Regions from separate parts of the Mus musculus genome. Here all the other regions are linked to region 5. The links are chromatin contacts, called in public HiCAR-type, HiChIP or PLAC-seq, capture Hi-C and promoter capture Hi-C maps. All regions are on one chromosome and are shown on one strand. Each heading gives the region's core, a stretch centred on a gene start, on an enhancer-like site or on the middle of the called end of the contact. The rest is flanking DNA. Distances are from core to core; before and after follow the strand shown.

Region 1 (2,700 bases), core at 7-2,506, 1.6 Mb before region 5:
TTTATTGGAACACAGCCTCCATCATGGCTACATTATCTGGCTACCCCAGTCAGAATTCAGAAGTGACAGGAAATGGGATTTTTTATCTGTAGGCAAAAATTTGCCTCTCATAGCTTTTGTTTCCTCCTTTGTAAATGGTTTCAGTACTAAAATTGCAAGATTGTTGTTGAGAATAGACCTTTTTGTCTGCCCTTTAAAATGGTAGGTTATGACTGGTGATGTATGGTTTGATGAGGTTATGAAATGTTAAGCTAAAAAAATAAAATTTAAGCGCATCCACTGGATGCTAGAGCACGTGAGTGCTGTGAGTGATCACGATGTCCTGCGCAGGCACTGTCCTCCTAGGCTCTGTTCATGTTACCATCATGGCTCTGGCCTCAATAGAGTTGGAAGTTATCAGCCCAGTCATGGGCTGAGTTTAAGAGCAAGAGGCTGACAAAAGGCCTCACCATACCATCTACCTCAGTCCCGAGGAGTTGAAACTGTGGAGACTAGTGGCTCAGGTCTCGGAGGATAATGAGAGGGTGGGAGAAGACTGATCAGGGCCAGGGTTCTTTTGCAAGTTGACTATGAGGGAGCGCTTTCATGGTCCTCTGCAGTCCTCCTGGTAAAACACTTGAGTTGAACCTCCTATGAAGGAACCGAAGCAGCAGGGGCCCAACCTAGTTGGAAGGCATGTGTAGTCAGAAAGCCAGTCAGTTTATATCCCACTTCAGCTCGGTGCACAGCAAAAGTAGGACGGGATCTGAGCTCAGGTTGAGACTGTTTGACCTATAATCTTCAAATAGTTGCTCAAATGCAAAAGGCATATAGAAATGTTCCCATTTTACAGATGACACAACTGAGTCAGAAATGTTAGGAGAACGTGGAGTACAAGAAAAGGGTGACTAGCATGGACATCCTTTTAAGTGTCCTAGGCCATGAGTAAATAACAAATGCCAAAGACCCTCCTATCCCCAAAGAACCTTAGAAGTGCCCCAGCCACTCTGGTGCCGGCTCTTCCCAGACGCTGTGCCCCGTCTCCAGTCTCCTACCCTGCCCTAGACGGGTCCTGCAACCAGTTATAAAGAGTCAACATACGGGCCAGTTCTAACCGACAACCCTTCCTGAAAGCCCGTGCGACCCCGGCGTCCGAGCAACCGCCAGCCGCGGAAGACTAGGCCCCGCCCCTCGCGAGCTGATTGGAGGGCGTCGGCAGCGCTGATCGGCGATTGGTGAGCGGTGTCACAAAGGGCGGGACCGGAGCTTCGCGGGCCAGCGTAGGCCGGCGTCTCGGGCGCGCGAACTCCTATCCGCCTGCGGGCAGGCGAGCGAGCGAGCGGGCGGACGCGACCACCGGAGGGCGAGCGGGTGAGGGGCGCGGCGGGGCGGGGCGCGGCGCGGCCCGGAGGGAGGGCGGGTGGTGGAAGGGCCTGCTGCGTCTTCGCTGCCCCGGTGCGCCCGCCTCAGCTGCAGCCTGGTCACACCCGTGCTTCTCTGCCTACGGACTCACGGACAAATTGGTCGTACCCGTGGCTCGGGGTGCTGCTGACCCGACTTTGGGTCTGAGTGTGGTCCCTGCTGGTTGTGGCCCCAGGGCAGCACCCCCGCACTTGTGCATCGCTCCTAGGCCAGAGTGTGGTTCTAATCTGTAGCTCGATTTTCACACATCTGTAAAAGGACAAGAGTCACCTTTTTAAAAGGCTGCAACATATTGTGGGTATATTTATGTTGGGGGGAAAAATTAAAAACTAACTCGTCGTGTGACTAAGTTCCTGTGGACGAGAAGGAAGCAAAGGCCAAGGTACTGAAATTACCCCTTGAGTGCAGTTATTGCCGCTTTTGTTGGTTGGTTTTAGACATTTCAAAAGATGAAAGAAATGTTGGAAATTCACTTTGATTTTTCTCTAACAGTTTTCAAGATAAATTAGCAATTTAATCATCGTTTTATTTACTTATATTATTAAACATCACTATACGTTTTTATTGTCAATTGGTTTTCCAGTGCTCATTCATGCATACCACGGGCCACTTTGAGGATGCTTGCAGGCCTCAATGGACCCAGTTTTAGTACGCTAGGTCATTGGCCCACTTGAGCTTCCACTAGGCCATGTAATATTCTGCTGTGGTTTAGCCGGCCAGCACAACCTTTTGTCTTGTTACATTAATTTCCTTTGCTGAGAAGTATGACACAGCCGGGCGTGGTGGCGCACACCTTTAATCCCAGCACTCGGGAGGCAGAGGCAGGCGGATTTCTGAGTTCGAGGCCAGCCTGGTCTACAAAGTGAGTTCCAGGACAGCCAGGGCTGGACAGCCAGGGCTATACAGAGAAACCCTGTCTCGAAAAAAACAAAAACAAAAACCCAACCAACCAACCAAACAAAAAAGTATGCAACACAATTGCTTTCAGATATGGTCACCACCCTCGGTTCTTTTTGTGTATTGGAAATTATGCCACTAACTGGGACCAAACTTCATTTGGGAGTTCTTGTACCACTGATGATGCACCTACTGCTGTGCTGATTTTCTTCTACTTATAGGCACGTTAGTCTCATTTCAGATCTGTGCATTGAAGGATTACATGTTGCCTATGCGTATTTCACTATAATGCTGTTTTTTTTTTCTTTTTCTTCTTATAATGCTGTTGTTTTGTTTTGTTTTTGTGAAATTGCAGATTGAGCCCAGGGCCTAATATGTGCTAGGAAATACCCTATCACCTGG
Region 2 (2,700 bases), core at 195-2,694, 1.7 Mb before region 5:
CAAAGTTATTCCAAAAGAAAAAAAAAAGTTAGGTGTGATACATTTACACTTGTAGTCCCAGCACCATTAGGGAGGTAAAGACAGGTGGATCCCTGAGGCTTGCTAGCCAGGCAAGTTGGTAACAGTGGGAGAGCCTGTCTTAAAAAAAGTGGATGGCACCTAGACTCCTAGCCACTAACCTCCATAGCACATACACCCATCCCCATAGTAACATGAACATGTACGTACATGTGCTCAAGAGTGTACACACACACACACACACACACACACACACACACAGAGGTAGGGAGGGAGGGGGAGTGGAAACTGGAGGGGGAGGGGGAGGGGGAGAGTGAGTTCCAGGACAGAAAGGGCTGTTATACAAAGAAATGCTGTCTTGAAAAACAAAAATATTACAGTCACCATTAGAAATCAGGTCTCAATAAATATTTCTTCCCTGCATCTGTCAAACACTTGCCACAGCAACAGAGAGTGACCAGTACACATGGTAGACAAAATATTTAATATCCAACTCTTATCTTCTTGATCCCTTTGCATAAAGTTCTCAGTAAACATTCTATTATGACTATTGTTTCTTTGTCACAGTTTTATTTACAGTGTTGAAATTCTCCCCTTTCAGTAAAAATTTAAAAATTAGTTTCTTCTACTCCTTGTAGTTTTTCACTCTTTTAATATATGCTTAGTTTAACCTGAATAATCACCTGGCTTAACATGGTTCATACAAGATAAGTAACACAGGAAAAATAAAGTTTACAGTTGTAAACTCCTGGGTTAGGCTGAGGATATTTTAAGGAAATACTTTAAAAAAAAACTAGCATGATCCATTAATCTTTTATGGCCAAAGGAATAGGTATACCACAATCTACTACCAAAGAGATAGAAAACTGCTAATTAATGCTACCATTAAAACTAAATGTGAACAGTATTTTATATACATAAACGATTTCATTCTTGAATGAGGAACGGGTGACTAGTTATTCCATTAGTCCAGCAAGAGATCCACTACACTGGTACAAAATGAAAACAGAATTTAAACATAAAAACCATCAAAACGGGAGAAAGGAAGATTACCGAACAGGTGTGACACATATTAAGTATTAAAGTACCAAATGACAGAAAGTATTAATGAAAAGATTTTGTTACTTACAAAACTCACTTATAAAACAGGACAACACAAAATAAAAAGTAAAAACTACAGAAAAACCACAAAAACAAATTAGGAGAGCTGTACTACCTCACAGCAATATCTAAGTATAGTTTAAAAGTCACTTGCTGGATACCCACTAATGTCATGGAAAAACAAAGGGGGTATTGTTTAGTCCTGTGATGACTACATCCCTAGAACCAGGTTCTGCACAAATCTGAGGCTTCACTAGAACATCACAAACCTCTCCTGACCCTCTACTACCAACATCAATCTAAATACAAATAACAATGGAACACAACTGAGAAAGCTAGACAACAATGGTATTTTGAGAAAAGGCACAAAAAGAAAGGCAGACTCACAGGGAACAAAGATTACTAAGAAAAAAAAAAAGGGAAATCTTTGGTTACCATGGCAACAATGAATGTCAAATTCAGTAGCCCACAGCAGTAGTAAACATAGCCAAACACTAAATAGAATGACACAAATCCCCACTCTAGTAGAGAAATTCCCACAAATAGACATGAAGTTGAGGTCAATATATCCAGTTATTTTCCTCAGTATTTTATTATAAAAAACACATACCTCTTTGAACAAAAATTTAGCAAATATACTAAAGGTAGCAATAAAAACACACCTTGTAAAAACAACACAAGCATCAGGCCCAGACCCATGACCTACATTTTGGAATAGCCAAGGAACATAAAGCAGTGTGAATTCAGCAAAGGCTCCGATGGAAAAGGCAGACAGCATGTGAGAATTTTACAAAGAAATAGAAATCATAAAAAAAAAATGGAAGTGCTATAATTGAAAACACAGTGCCAAAGAACAATGCCTTTTCTTTTTTATTTTGTTGTTTTTGTTTGTTTTTCACGACAAACTTTCTCCTGTGTAGCCCTGGCTATCCTGGACTCACTGGGATTAAAGGCTTTTACACTCACCACCTGGCTAAAGAACAATGCCTTATAGTAGGCACTTAAACATATACTGACACAGTGTACTCCAAATCTTTGGGGGAAAATGAAAACACACCAGAGGCCAGCGGAATTAAAATATAAAAAGGAAAGAAAATGAATTATCTTAACCTCAAAAAACACCCAAGAACCCCATTACACACTTTTTCTTCCGGTGTTGCTTTTACTTGAAAGCAAACACAGGGGCAATTTGTCTATTTGTTTACCTGGATAGTTACCACTGTTCTGCTATGTGCTGTGCTTTCTCTCCCTTTTTTTAACTGCTCTTTTGGCCTTTGGCTTCCTTTCAGTTCTCCATGATGTGCTCATGCCTGTTTTGAGGGACTTATCCTCTGGTGTTTTCACACTTTCTTATCTGTGGTTGGTGCCTTGTAGGTTTTTTTTTAACTTAAAGAATCACATTAGGGCTGTTTATAGCAGCACAATGGTAGCCTATTATAGGAAGACGTACAACTTACCAATAGCTAGCTATACCATTGAATCTCCATGAACTATTGATTCTGTATAAATCATCCTCCTTCCACGGCTCAGTGTTGACAGGTACTCACAACTGTGTGAGTTCAAAAGCAGCCATGCCATGGC
Region 3 (2,700 bases), core at 86-2,585, 1.9 Mb before region 5:
AGTCAGGGCCCTGCAAGGCCGTGCATTACAGTAATGAGCAGACCTTATCTACAGGAGGGAGCTGAAGGCCTTCTTCAGCGCTGGCCTCCCCATTCTCGCAGCTGTGTCCTATCTCCCTGTCAACAGGCAACAATTGACTGAGCCTGTTCCTATCCTGACAAGTTTTTAGTTTGTCTTGAATTTCTGATGATACTGGGGCAAAGTTCCCATTTGTTAGTCCCCCTGTTTTTCCCCAGGGAGGGATGGCTGAGCCGTGAAGCAAGCTCATCTTTGCTCCATAAAATGTTGAGTTGCCTCTAAGGTGGCTGGCCTGTCAGCTCTCCCAGCTTCTGTGTGATTCCCGTACAGTCACTATGAGAAATGCTCATCTCATATTTCATAAGCAATATTGACATTCAGCCAGGAGAGAGATTCAGCTTGTTGTAATCCATCCTGGTTTTGTTTCCTTTTGGTTTGACTCTTTTTTTGAGTCAGGGGCTTGCAGTCTAGGCTAGCCCCAAACGCCCTAGCCTCCTGCCTCAGTTTCCCCAGTGTGGGAACAAGAACAAGCCACAGTCATATATGCTGTAGCATGTTTTACAGCGATGGAGTCATTTACTCATGCCCATGTGGCTTCACTGAGAAGTCACTTCTGTCTTTCATCTTGATGACTCAACCCTTCCTAGGAAACAGGCAGAATGACCAGGCTCGGGAGATCCCTTCCCAAGTCATAGCCCTGTTGGGGGTGGGGGGGTGGCAGCTGGCTGGTTCTCTCACCCTAGCCAGTTCCAGTGTTGGGTAGTATGATGGAAAACAGTGACTTAGGTCTGTCCCAGTGTGTCTTGGAATGCCAAGGACACTGAAGACAGTGACCATCAGCCAAGGTCACATAAAGACCCTGACACACCTTCCCCTACATCTCAAACTGCAGTAAAATCTAAAACATCAAAATAACACAGAAGGAAGAGATCTGAGAGCCAGCCTGGCTCGCTCCGGAGAGGCCACTGCTTCCAAACACTCCCTCCCTTGGGCACAATTGCTGCTTTATGGAAAACTGAGGCTAGCAGTAGTCTGGATCAGGGTAGACAGATTCCTACCCTTGTGTGATTAGGGGGCCTTTGTGAGCAACCCCCCAACTCACAGTGTTAGATGTCAGCTCGTCAGGTAGGTAGGACACAGTGACACTGCCTCCTTACTTCTTCCCGTGGCCTCAGGTCCCACAGGGTAAGGTGGATGCTGTGTTCAGAGTGAGTCTTACCCTCGAGGCCTGATTGGCAGCTTTCGGCTGCTCAGGTGCTAGGCATGTTGGTCATTGGTTAAGTTCTGTTGGGAGGTATTTAAGGCAGAAGGTCTGGAGCTAACTGAGCTAACTGAGCGAGCACTGGCCTGGCCTGCTGCTGCCTGTGCCATGGCTCCTGGGAGTGTCTCCAGTGTTTCTTCCTCCTCTTTTCCCTCCAGGGACACATCCCCTTCTGGATCATGTGGGCTCCCTGGAGCTGACAAGCCAGGTAAGCAAGGGAGTGGAATTCTGAGTTTAGGCCAAGGTCCCTGGAAACCGGGAGACAGCCCGGAGACAGCCGCTGAGAAGGTGCATGCGGCTTAAGCCTGGTTCCCACCGCTCGCTCGGATTGGAAGAGGAGACCTAGTCCTGGTGGGGAATGAAGCTGAATGGTCCCATTTCCTGGTCTGGGACTCACAGTGAAGACTTCAGTCAGGTGCAGGCTGCCTCGGCCCTGCTACAGGACTCCCTTAGGCCCGTGGCCTGTTGTTTCATGTTTCTTTCTTTTTTCTTTTACACGCATTGGTGTTTTGCCTGCACATATGTCTGTGTCGGGGTACTGGACCCAATGGAACTAGAATTTCAGAGAACTGGAGTTCAGACAGCTGTGAACTGCCATGGGAATTGAACCCTGGTCCTCTGGAAAAGCACCCAGTGCTCTTAACCACTGAGCCATCTCTCCAGCCGATGGCTTTTTCTTTCTACTTCTAAACTTAAATTTTGAGTCTGAATTTTGCAAATAATTCTGACAGCATCACCCTGAATTTAAGTCACGCCGACAGGTTCTCCCATTTCTCCCCCCCAAATCCTCCTTTTTCTTGCTGCTTTTCAAAAGTAACAGCCCATCTCAAAATACCCCATCGCTCCCCCAAGTTCAGCATGCAGTGACCTTTAGTATGTTATCATGTGTGCCCAGCGCCACAATCTGTTTCAGAATTGAGTCATTTCCTGAGAAGAAAAGCTGACTTGTGCTATTAACAGTCACTCCCCGACTTCACTCCACCTGTGTCTGTGGGTCCTCGCCATTTCATACAAGGCGTTGTGACTGGCTTTTTTTTTTTTTTTTTTTGCCTGCTTATACCTAGAAGCACTCGTGTGGTAGCTCTCAAATCTCAGACTCGTGTGGTAGCTCTCGAATCTCAGTCCTTTATGGCCAAGTAGTATTCCATTGTGTGAGTGGTCACAGGCATTTGGGCTGTTGGGGAGAATGGCTCAGGCACACAGCTGGTGGGGCTAGGGATGGAGCCCAGGGCCTCAGTCGGCACGCTGAGCCCAGGCTTCTTCACCCCCTTACGTCTTTGCTTCCATTCTCACTTGGGGCGGGGGGTGTCTCTAGGAATGTGACTGTTCTTTCTTTTGCTTTTCCCCAAATAATTTTCTTTTAAACATGTTGAGCTCACATTTGAGAGGTAGAGACAGGGGGATCGCTTGAGTTCAGGGTC
Region 4 (2,700 bases), core at 177-2,676, 1.6 Mb before region 5:
CAGAGAGTGGGTGTGTAAGTTCAAAAAACACAACCAATTCTGTTGGTGGAGGGCAAGGTACTGTTGATCTAAAATCCCACCTCTAAGTATCTCTGTTACGAGACACTGATAAAACTACCACCCACTCACAATTTCAGTCTCAATCTGTAAATGAAAGTTGGGGGGTAAGACCCCAGGTCCTGGAGGATTTTATATCTTACCATTTCTATTAAGGTTTTCCTCCAAGCTTTGTGACAATTTCTTTATGCAAATTCTATACACTCAAAGACAAAGGTTTAGTTTAATTTCTAAAATTTAAGATACAGGACAGGGAGAGGAACAAATCAAACTTGTGCTATATTCTAAAGTTGTTACCTGCTTTTTCAATCTTGGGGTTTTTACTGTGTTTGTTTTCTTTCTATTTTTCTTTTTTCCTTAAAAGAAAAGCCAATTTAGGAATTCCAGGGACGCATGTGCACATGGATCTTTTGACAACTATGTCAGGCTATGACAACAACCATTTTAGAAGGGGTGCATGGTAGTCGTTTTTTTTTTTTTTCCAATAAAACCTAAGCCTGGACATTGGTTATGATCTATGAAGACTAAGGTAAAACGTGACACCAGAGCACAGAGAGATATTCTCCAAGAGCTCAAGTGGGCTACCTCCAGAAGCCCCAGCAGCAGATCCAGTAGGGGAACCTCCATCAACGCTGTCCAGGGATGGAGTGGGACAGACACTGAATCACTGGACCAACACCGTCCACACTTTGGCTGAGGCTGAAATCTCAGGTTTTGTAGCGAAATGCATCTCACTGCGGGCCCCCTGCTCTCCACAAAAAGGGTTAATAAAGGGCATCCTAACCACCTAGACTCCCATCTCACCTATTCTTCGCAGGACAGCGGGTTTCCTCCTCCAAGTTAAACCACGAGTTCAAAATCAAAACAAAAGGTGCAAGACTGGTTTCAGGTGGCAAGGGCTGACTTTCGGTGGCCAACTTATGGGTACCGCAGGGCCGGACGAGGGAGGACTCTCAGACCTCGGCTAGCCAGGAGGCCTTGGGCCTGGGCGCGAGTCCTCACACGCCCCTCGCTCAGCTCTGCCCAAAGGAGAGCGGGGGAGAGTGCCCGAGCGGGGGCGGGGGCGGGGGTTGTCCCAATGACAGGCAGAAGGCCCGGAGACGCGGGGTCCGGCCGGAGGCCCGGGGCTTCGGCGCCGCCAGAGCGACCAGAGGTCCGATCCGCGCCAGGCCTCGAGGAGGCCCCGCGACCGCGACGGGCCGCGCTAAAGAGATCGCCCGTCCCCACCCACGGCCTGGGCCAGTCCTACTCACCGGTGGAGAGACGACGGACAGCCGGCGTCTCCGCCAGCGCCGCGGCTCGGTCTCCAGCGCCGGCTCCTGCAGCTGCCGCCGCCGCGCCCGGTCCATCCCCACCCCGACCACCCCCCCCTCCCGGCCCGCCCCCCGCGCCGCCTCAGCCGCTGCCGCCGCCGCCTCCGCCGCCGCTGCCACGGCCCCGGCGCGCGAGCGCGAACCAGCGCGAGGGAACGACAGCTAGAACGAGAACGCGCACCCCGTCGCCACAGCCGCCCACAACCTCCGCCTCCCGCCGACAGCGCATGCGCAAGGCGGTGCCGAGCGGGACCGCGCACGCCGTGGGGGCGTGACCCGACCCAGAGGTGTAGCCACGCCTCAGGCCCACCCCCCCACGCGGGCGCAGGTCAAGTAAGCGGAGGCGCTGCAGGTGGTGCGGCATCCTCCGCCAGAGTTTTTCCTGACCGTTCCTGCAGTTCAGACGCTGAAGCATTTCAGCATCTCGGCTCTTCGACTCCTCGGCTTGTCGTTCTTTAGCCTCTCAACCCCTCGGACCGTGGGCTCTTCAGCTTCTCGGCTCTTCCACCTCTGGACCCCACGTATCCTCAGCCCCTTTCTCTGCTTTTCGGGTGCCCTCAGAGCCTCAGTAACTCAGGCCAGCTGTCCTGCTAAACAGGCTAAAGCTAATTTCTGGGACCCACTCCTCCGAGTCGCACAATTCTCTCTACCTTGACTCCCAGGGCCTTCCAACTAGGGACTGGCTTTAGGTCAATGACAAAACCCCTAGTAGCTCATCTCTTTAATTATCGGGATGTCTCTAACTCAGTCGTCCGTCACTAAGATGGCAAAGCTTCTTCCGGTATTGGAGGATCTGTGAGTGGAAAACGGTAATAAACAGAGTCCATTGGCTCGTGAAGTTTGAAAGCTGATGGAGACCAAATGGGCGAAATGTAGTTGGGGATGATGGAGCTACAGTCCAATTTAACAATCCTTAAGTTGCAAAGAGTGCACTGGGGTGAGGACACGGCCTGGCCAGAAGGGGAGCTAAGGGGCTACTGGTCAGGGTGCTGCAGTCAGGACCTAGACTGCACGTGAAAAGAGGTAGATAAAAAAGGTTTGGGACTTCTGAGAGTTTCAGGAAGCCTTTGAGCTTTTCTTCAGCCGTGGTTGCAGGGCTAGGAACTTGATTATTATGTCTGATTTTAAATTATTATGCAGCCATGTGAAAAGTGGCCTGGGTGAGGGAGGTCATTCAGGAAGCAACTGGCAAGATGGTGAAAGCAAGGACGCAGTGTGCTCATAGAGAAAAACATTGGGAGTAAAATGGATATACATTTTGATAAATTAAAGGAAAGGTGAAGGAGAAGGAGGTGGCAGGGTTGACTCAGATTGGAGGGTGGTGAGGATG
Region 5 (2,700 bases), core at 34-2,533:
TGTAGGAAAGGGTGAGCCCACTCATACTAATGATTCTCTGACCTCCACAGGCACAGCAAGACACCCCTCACATCCACACACTAAACAAAATGGGATCTTTTTTTCCCAAAAAATACGTGTACCCAAGTCCTCAAGGCTGTTAAGAGAATCTTTGCAGATTTATGAAGGAAACATGAGTTCTTGTCTCCCCTGATGGCCCCCTTTTCCTACCGATGCTTTGTCAACTAAAACTTGTCCTAATCCCACATCTGGTCTCACAGAACAGAGATGTCCTGTGAAGTCAAATATTTCATCCAGTCTGACACATGTAATTCTGGGAAAGGAACAAGGGCACTGCAAGAGGAACATTTCTTATGGTCTCTTTCATTCAATAGGATAGCTAAATCTACCAAGGGAAGACTCTGGGGGAGGCTCACTACGAAAGAAGTCAAGTCAGGGCTCCAGGGTGAGACTAATGTCCTTTAGAAAAGCTATTAGAGGCAGGCAGTGGTGGTGCACGCCTTTAATCCCAGCACTTGGGAGGCAGAGGCAGGCGGATTTCTGAGTTCGAGGCCAGCCTGGTCTACAGAGTGAGTTCCAGGATGGCCAGGGCTATATAGAGAAACCCTGTCTCGAAAAACCAAAAAAAAAAAAAAAAAAAAAAAAAGGCTATTAGAAATGCATATAAATAAATGCAGTCGATGGACGTTTAAGGCATCTTAAAAGAGATTTTATTGAATGGATGCTCAATTTCATCCACGCCCCTCTCAGGACCAAAAGGGCTACTCTCCCATCTCTAATAACTAATTTTAGAGTGTTCAAATCTCAACCCTTGTGTCATTAACTTCTTCAGTTAGGAAGACAATGTTAGTGTCCACTCAGGGAATACTGTTCCCTCGAGTTCCCTTGGCTCAGAAAGTCTCCCGGGCCCCGCGTAGGTGCCCTATGGGGTCCTGGAGCCGTCGGACCTGGGCTCCCCACAAGTGAGCGCCCTGGGTCGTACAACTAGTCGGGGTAGTACCTAAACTCCGAAGTCCTGCAGTGCCTCGTCCATCTTTTGGGTGAAAAAAAACTTATTACACGGACCAGAGAGTATTCCTGATTCTTTGTCCGAAATACTTGGTCCCGGCTCCTATAGGGAACCCTGAGTCTTCTGCAGTTTTAACGTCATAAGCATTCCCAAGCTTCAACCACCGCTCCTCCACAGGACGGCGCTCCCCAACAACCAGAAGCAGCCACCGCGTTTCTGCCGCAGCTCGGTCGCGGCGCTTCCCACAGTGCCTCGGGGCGCGCGCGGGCTCCTGGGAGTTGTGGTCCGGCGACGCGCAGCGTTGCAGCGGCTGCTACGGGCTCGGCGCCGGCTTTGTCTGTCTGCGGGCGCGCGCCGCTGCGGTGAGTGTTGCTGAGGCCGGGGCTGTGCGCCCGAGAGAGGGGGCTGTGTCTTGAGCCTGCTGCTCCGGCCAGGGCGCGTGAGCAGGCCAGGCTGGCCGTCCGGGCCAAAATCGCCAACCGCAGACAAGGGTGCGCTGGTCGGAGAGCGGGTGGGCCGCGGTGTGCTGCGGAAGGGTCCTGCTGCAATGTCGGGGTCCCTGGGAGGCTGGGGCCCCGCGAGCGTGGGAGGGGCCACAGGAAGGTCCAGCTAGGCCAGGAGAGCAGAGTTCACGCCTAGGGAGAGAGCCTAGCAGGGAGTGGCGTCCAGCGTGGGGGGAATTCATCCTCACCCAAAGCTCCTAATCGCACGTTAAATTGCCTCATTAGATTTTTCCCAAACCCTACAGATCACCCTGTCTGTCCTCCAGCCCTCTCTCCTGAAAAAGCACCATTTTAGGTCTTGGATTTGTAGGGCGTGTCTCAAATGTAAGAGATCCCTCACTTTCTGGTCCTCAGTTCTTCCGAGAGCTAGCTAATTGAGATAGTGTTAACTTGTTTACTAAGAGAAGAAACTGGAGTCGGGGCTGTTAGGTTGTTCTGCTACAGGGCATACACCGAGGGAAACAAGGCAAAAAATTCAAGTCTCTCGGGGCCTAATTCTGAGCTGTGGTAACATTTCTGATAGGAAAAGCAGCGTTTTGTGTTACGAAATCACTCTCTTTCAATATCTTCAAGAATTTGATTGCTCTGACTTGAACAGGTTCTTCCTTGACAATTTCCTGTTGTCAGTTGTCCTGCTATTAATCAGGGAGTCTGGAGACACAGCTGAGGCATGTTGGCTACTTCTTAGCAGGTAGAGGAGTTCAGGTATCTACCGTGTTCACTCATTTTGACTTAACCATGTTCTCTAGACACTCCAGAGACAAAAAAGTCCAGCCCCAGGGAGTAGCTACCATGTGCTTTTCTTTGTGAATCACAGGGGAGTTTTGTTGGCTTTATTTTTAATCAATAATATCTCTAAGTGAATGCATTTGCAGCATGACAGGGGACCCCTTTATAGCTTGTGTTCCAAGTTGGAAGTGAATCCTTCAAAGATTTCTTGACATCAGGCTATATAACTGAATGGATAGAAGGGTTAGCTATTTGGTTAATAAAATAGAAAATCGTACCATCAGATTGCTAATTCATTAAGCTAGGAATCCAGCATTTTGACCAGACATACTGAAACAAAGATTATACTGTACCACTATGTAAACAAAGTGTACAGATTCAGGAATTTGATCCTTAAATAAGCATTCCATGGGGGGTGGGGGGAGGGAGTGGTGGTTTGGGTTAAGAGCCTACTAAGAA
Region 6 (2,720 bases), core at 166-2,665, 2.0 Mb before region 5:
ACCATGAAGGTGCTGAGGCCTGAATGGACTTAGATCCCCTGGAGCCAAGTTATAGATGGATGTGAGCCTCTGCTGTGGGTGCTGGGAACCAAACCCAGGTCCTACAGAAGAGCAGTAAGTGCTTTAAACAATTGAACTATCTCTCCAGTGTTTAGTACAGTGTATTTTAATCACTAAACTATACATTTTAAAAGTGAGGGGTTGGAGAGATAGCTCAGTGGTTAAGAGCACATATTCCAGGAGACTCCGTACCCACATCAGGCAGCTTATAACACCCTGCCTGCAACTCCAGCGCCAGTGAACCTGACACCTCCTCTGGTCTCCACCAACACCTACGTATATAGACAAACACATAAAGAAAAAAAAGTGGGTCTCTAGAGAGACCTTCTAACCCAACCTACTTTCTACAAATAGGGAAATAGGGACACTAAGCAAGACCTAGAGACTAACCACAATTAGAACCATGGCATTCTTAGATGGAATTTGGCGTTAGGTATCAGCTAGAAGGATCTTATAGGGAGACAAGGTAACTGAAACCTGAGGGAATCCCTACAAAACTGTTAGGTTAACAAAATGGGTCAAAACCCCAGCTCGCTACTTATTATTAGCTGATCTTCCAAAGAGAAAGTCACTTTGAGCTCAAAATCTCCGTTCTCCATCTGTAAAAAGGAAGTAGCATTAAAAAAAAAAAAGTTTTGTTGTTTGCTTTTGAGCCGGGAATCTTATGTACCATAGGCTAGCTTTGAACCCACGACGTACCAGAGACTCATCTTCAACTTCTGATCCTCCTGCCTCCACAGGCAGACGCCGCCAAGCCCGGATATTCGGTGCTGTCGCTCGAACCCTCGGCTTTGTGTTTACTACGTAAACACTACCAACTTAGTTAAATGCCCAGCCCTTAAAAGTGTTTGAGCGCCCAAGTTTTGGGACATGCAAATACGTGCATCATTTTAGCCCGGACACAACAGTAGCTTCCTCTGTGACTTGTCATAGGGCTATTTCTGAGGGTCCCTTCCGGCCCAGGCTAACCTGCTTGCATCACAAAACCTCCCTTGTCCTCCAAGCTCCCCAGTCAGTTCGGCCAAGGAATCGGGTACACCCTAGTCTTGTTCCCACAGGGCGACAGCTCTAGGTGCCACCTTGTGTTAAAGGTTAGGAAGACCCACACAAGAGCGACTCCTCTGAGGCCCGAGAGAGGTTTAATAACTTGCCAGCGATCCCAAGGCGGGTCTGGAACTAGGCTCTCTCCACGGACTCTGTTGTCCCCAAGGTTTGGGCTCTCCATCCCTGCTGCTTTGGTCCACTGGGGCGCAGCTGCAGCTCCAGGCCGAGAGGTGGAGTAAAACACAACTCAAACCACTGAGCCGAATCCAAACACCGACGTGAAAGTCAATCAACCCACACAGCAGCCTTCCCGCCACCGCTTCAGCTACAGATGCCACAGCCAGGGTCCCGCCAATCAAACCCTCTGTCGTCAAGACTCCCCGCCCCACCCACCTTTCCGGACCAATCGCTCGTGTCATACTTACGCTTCCGCCTCCTGCGTCCCTACGCGCCCGGCGCTTCGGCGGAGGAGGTGGGCTCCCTTTTGTACATGCGCACTTGGAGCTTTGGGAAACTCATGCGCGGTTCATTGCGCATGTGCGTTGCTAAGGGTAGCGCAGGTAGCTGAAGTGGTTTGTGGAAAGAAGCCTGTTGCTGCCGAGGCTGGGAGGAGGGGCCCGAAGCGTGAGGGAAACGGCGATGAGGGCCGTGTTGACGTGGAGAGACAAAGCGGAGCAGTGGTGAGGAGCGGGAACTTCGGGGATGGCGGGGAGGCGGCAGGAACCGGCGCATTGCCATGGCAACGGGCCTGCGGCCTGGACCGAGGACTCTGATTCCGTGCCTTCAACTTCCCAATGGAAGAGAAGCTGAGATTCCTGGAGGGGCATAGGGATCATCTGAGGGAGGCTGGAGCAGTTTATACGTCATCATCATCCAATTTCACTTCTCTCTTCTCAAAATTCCTCACCCACCAGTGTTTTCTCAGCTTCCTAACCATCCTCAAAGTGCCCACACTTTTGTTTATCTGACATTCTTTAAATTTCTCCTGTTTTTGTTGGTTTGTTTTTGAGATAGAGCCTCACTTTAAAGCTCTGGTTGGTCTGGAATGCACTATGTTGACCAAGCTGGCGTTGAACTCACAAAGATACATATGCTTCTAGCTCCCCAGTGCCGGGATTAAAAATTTTCGAGCAGGAACAAACAAAACGGTGTGAGTAACTTGCATCTCGGTTCTGAGCATTTCCACCTGAGCTGAGATCTACTGTGTCTGAAACAGGACATTTCCATGTACGGTCAGAGAAACATGTAAGATGCGATCAAGTCAAGACATCTCTTGATTGGGAAGTTTGAGGAGTATTTTCAAAATTAGTACTTAAGAGTGAGCTTAATTTAAAGCTTAATTTTAAATACTGAGGATTAAGGCTTAGTATTTAAGAGCACTTTGGATAAGTTCCAGGACAGTCAAGTCTACACATAGAAACCCTGTCTTTAAAAACAAAAACAAACGAACAAAAAAGAAAAAGAAAAAAATATATAGTAAAAAAAAATATTGGGCTGGAGAGATGGCTCAGAGGTTGAGAGAACTGTCTGCTCTTCAAGCGGTTCTGAGTTCAAGTCTCAGCAACCACATGATGGCTCACAACCATCTATAATGACATCTGGTGCCCTCTTCTGGC
Region 7 (2,700 bases), core at 26-2,525, 1.8 Mb before region 5:
CGGCTGTAGAGGTCGCCGCGGCCCGCGCCGCCCGCGCACTGCAAGCCCAGTTGGATGTAGGACTCGGTGAGCTTCTTGGCGTCGCCACCCGCGCCGCGGGGCAGGCAGATGCGCGCCAGCAGGCTGCGCGCCTGGCTGTCCTTGTCGCCCGCACGCGCCTCGCTGTTGAGCGCCAGGTACGCGTAGGGCTGCGCGCTGTGCGGTGGCACCGCCGGGTGCAAGAAGGCACGCACGAAGCCCAGCTTGTGCTGCTCCTTGGCGCCCTGCTTGATCTTCAGGATGTTATCGTCCGACGGGTTAAGGTCGAAGGTGAAGAGCTTGGCCAAGTCTCCACGCGCGTCCAGGGAGCGGATAGCGATCTCGGGCGTGTTCTCGAAGCGGTGGTCTTCTAGGCTACGGTTGCGCGGGAAGAAAGCGCTGCCGAAGCCGGTGTACGTGGCGCCCACGAGCAGACGGCTGCCCCCGGTGCCCGAGGTAGGCGGCAGCACCAGTCCCACAGTGGACGCGTTGGGGTGGTTGGCGGCCACGTTGAGCATGCTGGGGAACACGGTGACCGGTTCTGCGGTCGGCGCGGCAGGCGGAAAGCTCACGGCCAGGGCTGAGATGTTGCCCCGGCGCCTCAGCTGGCACAGACCCTGGTAGATGGAGCCGCACGCGACCACCAGACCCTGGCCCGGGTCCAACTGCAGGATTTTGTTGTAGTTGTCCGTGAGGCGCCGCGGGTGCTCGCACGAGGCCTGCGGGAGCTGCGGGGCGTGACACAGCGGGCTGTCCGGCACGGGACCCACGGTCGCCTCGGCTTCCAGGCTCAAGTTGGCACTCGACAGTTGGTACAGGCGGTTCACTGCCGCCAAGTACACGGTGCCCGCCGTGCCGTCCAGGGCGAAGTTGTTGGTGGGCGTGGGCGAGGGGAAACGGCGCTGGATCTCTAGGGCGCCGGCCCGTGCCGCCCCGAGCAGCAGCAGCAGAGGCAGCGGCAGCAGACCAGGGCCCCGCGAGTGAGGGCGCGGACGCAAGGGGACGGCCGCGGCGGCCCGGGCGCTAGGGGGTGCGCCGCCCGCGGCGCGACGAGCCATCCAGGCGAGCGCGGGCTGCGCGGCGCGGCGAGTGCATGGGGCGCGGCGCGGCCGGGAGCCGGGAGCTCGGAGGCGGCGAGAGGCGGGGGGGGGGCCCGGGCCGCGAGGCGCTTCCTGCCCGCGCCTGCCGCCCCCGGCCCCGGCGCCCCGGCCCGACTCTGGCGAGGCGCTCAGCCCGGGGGCGGCTCCGTGGAGACCACGCCCACAGCCCATCTCCCCGCCCCAGCAGCTTGGCCCACGCCCTTTCGCCCCGGGCCACGCCCCCGGCCACGCCTCTGGGCCACGCCCCGCGGTCCGAGGTCACTGGTGGCCGATACCCGGGCAGTCGCAAGTTGCCTGCCTCTTTCCTGGTTCCTGGCCAGCTCCTGGAATGTCTTCCTCTCGCTTGTTTGTTATCCTTCCTCTCTTTCTCCTCGCTCTAGTACCTTCTCTGTTCTGTTTCTGGGCTCCCGTTTGCCTTCCACCGCCTCTCAGAGTTTCGCTCTTTCAATCTCTCGGACTCCCCTACTCCGATCCTGTCAACTCCGCCCCGTGTCTCTCCCGCGTCACTCCCTCTCCCTCATCTGCGTTTCCTTTTTTTTTTTTTTCTTTCTGTTCCCGCTGCTCTCCCTCTCTACTCTTTTCCTCTCCTTGCCCCTAAAGCCCTCCATTTCCCCTCAACCGCCTGCCCCTTCTGGCCACAGTCCCCCTCCCCGCCCCCCCCGCCCCCCCCCCCCCCCGCTCACACCCCCTATGTTCTCCAAGCCTCACTCTAAAGACCAGCCAGACCAGGGACATCAGGCCCCTGGCTAACCTATGGTCTGTTCCCCGAACTGCTCTGTAAAAGGAGTTTGCAAGCAGCAGGCTCCGGGGACAAACTTGACAATCCCACAGCAAAAGTAGGAAACTGTGTTGAGAGGAAGTTCATTCCTCTTGCAAGGGCAGGCTGGGCTGAGCAGAACACCAGACACAGGGCCTTACTTTCTGGATAGAGCCAAACCCCGCAGACCCCCAGGACCTTGCCCTTAGGCCAAGGTTCTGAGAAACCTAAAGTCATTCCACATATGAGCTGGCACTGGGCACCGGACTCCTTTGACCTTCAAAGGAACAGGTAGGCCCTGGGATAAAGGCAAGGAGTCATTTTCCTAAGGTCATAGAAACCCAGGTGATCCTCTCCATAGCATGGGAGTGCCCACATAGGACCACACCAAATGCTAACCTCCTTACAAAGACTCAACCCACTTTCCGTGCATGGAAACTGAGGCCCCAGAAGTAAAGCCCAAAATACACCGCTAAGGGGGAAGGTGGGACACAGACCCATTGTTTGAAGCCACAGTTCCAGCTACAAGTTCTCAGTCAGGGTCTCCTAGCAGCTTGCAGCTGTCACTTGAGGCCTAGTGGCCCTCTCTCAGAGGGTGACCTTGCTCCCACCAGATAGGAAGGAAGGATGGGGAGGGGCTTTCCCTGTGCCTGAAGGGTCAGCAGCAAGGGCTCAGAGCCCAGCCATCCCCATTTCCCTGGCCCCCACCCCAACCTTCCTGTCCCTGTGCCTGCCTGCCGGCTTGCCTGCCATGTTCCAGCCCATTCATGGCCTTGGCTTTGATGGTCAGGAGTGTTCCTTGGCAGGAAATTGGAGACTTATGTC

What was found. Promoter capture Hi-C pulls out the DNA fragments that hold promoters and counts their contacts. HiCAR-type assays count read pairs that join an accessible place to other places. HiChIP or PLAC-seq counts read pairs in DNA pulled down with a chosen protein or histone mark. Capture Hi-C pulls out chosen DNA fragments and counts their contacts.
Region 1: a contact with region 5 is called in a HiCAR-type map of astrocytes, with 6 times the contacts expected there. The contact joins the promoter of Zfand4 here to the promoter of Zfp637 in region 5. A contact is called at or near these places in 11 of 39 promoter capture datasets (the 3T3-L1 cell line, cranial neural crest, embryonic stem cells and 6 more), 4 of 484 Hi-C or Micro-C datasets (cortical neurons, embryonic stem cells and palatal mesenchyme), 4 of 115 datasets of contacts at active chromatin or transcription factors (astrocytes, extraembryonic endoderm stem cells, large pre-B cells and 1 more) and 1 of 9 other capture datasets (embryonic stem cells).
Region 2: an H3K4me3 HiChIP or PLAC-seq map of stem cell-derived neural progenitor cells shows a contact between it and region 5, with 5 times the contacts expected there. The contact joins the enhancer-like site here to the promoter of Zfp637 in region 5. A contact is called at or near these places in 3 of 39 promoter capture datasets (embryonic stem cells, hippocampal neurons and pre-B cells), 1 of 484 Hi-C or Micro-C datasets (the N1E-115 cell line), 1 of 115 datasets of contacts at active chromatin or transcription factors (stem cell-derived neural progenitor cells) and 1 of 9 other capture datasets (adipose tissue).
Region 3: a capture Hi-C map of embryonic stem cells shows a contact between it and region 5, with 4 times the contacts expected there. The contact joins the promoter of H1f8 here to the promoter of Zfp637 in region 5. A contact is called at or near these places in 4 of 39 promoter capture datasets (the 3T3-L1 cell line, cranial neural crest, frontonasal cranial neural crest and 1 more) and 1 of 9 other capture datasets (embryonic stem cells).
Region 4: a contact with region 5 is called in a promoter capture Hi-C map of second pharyngeal arch cranial neural crest, with 6 times the contacts expected there. The contact joins the promoter of Tmcc1 here to the promoter of Zfp637 in region 5. A contact is called at or near these places in 14 of 39 promoter capture datasets (the 3T3-L1 cell line, 3T3-L1-derived adipocytes, the HPC-7 cell line and 9 more), 2 of 484 Hi-C or Micro-C datasets (embryonic stem cells and pancreatic cancer cells) and 6 of 115 datasets of contacts at active chromatin or transcription factors (astrocytes, embryonic hindbrain, embryonic limb bud and 3 more).
Region 6: a contact with region 5 is called in a promoter capture Hi-C map of stem cell-derived epiblast-like cells, with 2.9 times the contacts expected there. The contact joins the promoter of Mbd4 here to the promoter of Zfp637 in region 5. A contact is called at or near these places in 11 of 39 promoter capture datasets (the 3T3-L1 cell line, the C10 cell line, cranial neural crest and 6 more), 2 of 115 datasets of contacts at active chromatin or transcription factors (embryonic stem cells and pro-B cells) and 1 of 9 other capture datasets (embryonic stem cells).
Region 7: a contact with region 5 is called in an HNF4G HiChIP or PLAC-seq map of pancreatic cancer cells. The contact joins the promoter of Plxnd1 here to the promoter of Zfp637 in region 5. A contact is called at or near these places in 3 of 39 promoter capture datasets (the 3T3-L1 cell line, hippocampal neurons and pre-B cells), 2 of 115 datasets of contacts at active chromatin or transcription factors (embryonic forebrain and pancreatic cancer cells) and 1 of 9 other capture datasets (embryonic stem cells).

What each region holds. Positions count from the first base shown.
Region 1 is chr6:116,262,963-116,265,662 of GRCm38.p6, forward strand. It overlaps Zfand4 (zinc finger, AN1-type domain 4), which reads left to right and starts at 1,257. Exons shown (of 10, transcript NM_001309446.1): 1 at 1,257-1,350.
Region 2 is chr6:116,139,462-116,142,161 of GRCm38.p6, forward strand. All of the region lies in intron 1 of Tmcc1 (transmembrane and coiled coil domains 1), which reads right to left. Among named protein-coding and RNA genes, the nearest start is that of Tmcc1, 53 kb to the right of the region's middle. Within about 2 kb of position 1,445, at least 21 of the 459 cell types and tissues checked have an H3K27ac peak or open chromatin away from gene starts, as enhancers often do. A contact at or near this core is called in stem cell-derived neural progenitor cells, where this site is marked.
Region 3 is chr6:115,943,596-115,946,295 of GRCm38.p6, forward strand. H1f8 (H1.8 linker histone) reads left to right here and starts at 1,336. Exons shown (of 5, transcript NM_138311.3): 1 at 1,336-1,487. The coding sequence starts at 1,388.
Region 4 is chr6:116,191,948-116,194,647 of GRCm38.p6, forward strand. It overlaps Tmcc1 (transmembrane and coiled coil domains 1), which reads right to left and starts at 1,427. Exons shown (of 6, transcript NM_177412.1): 1 at 1,311-1,427.
Region 5 is chr6:117,839,898-117,842,597 of GRCm38.p6, forward strand. Zfp637 (zinc finger protein 637) reads left to right here and starts at 1,284. Exons shown (of 3, transcript NM_177684.3): 1 at 1,284-1,371.
Region 6 is chr6:115,851,926-115,854,645 of GRCm38.p6, forward strand. Mbd4 (methyl-CpG binding domain protein 4) reads right to left here and starts at 1,416. Exons shown (of 8, transcript NM_010774.2): 1 at 1,212-1,416. The coding sequence starts at 1,285. It overlaps Ift122 (intraflagellar transport 122), which reads left to right and starts at 1,603. Exons shown (of 29, transcript NM_001167763.1): 1 at 1,603-1,784. The coding sequence starts at 1,744.
Region 7 is chr6:115,993,730-115,996,429 of GRCm38.p6, forward strand. Plxnd1 (plexin D1) reads right to left here and starts at 1,276. Exons shown (of 36, transcript NM_026376.3): 1 at 1-1,276. The coding sequence starts at 1,076.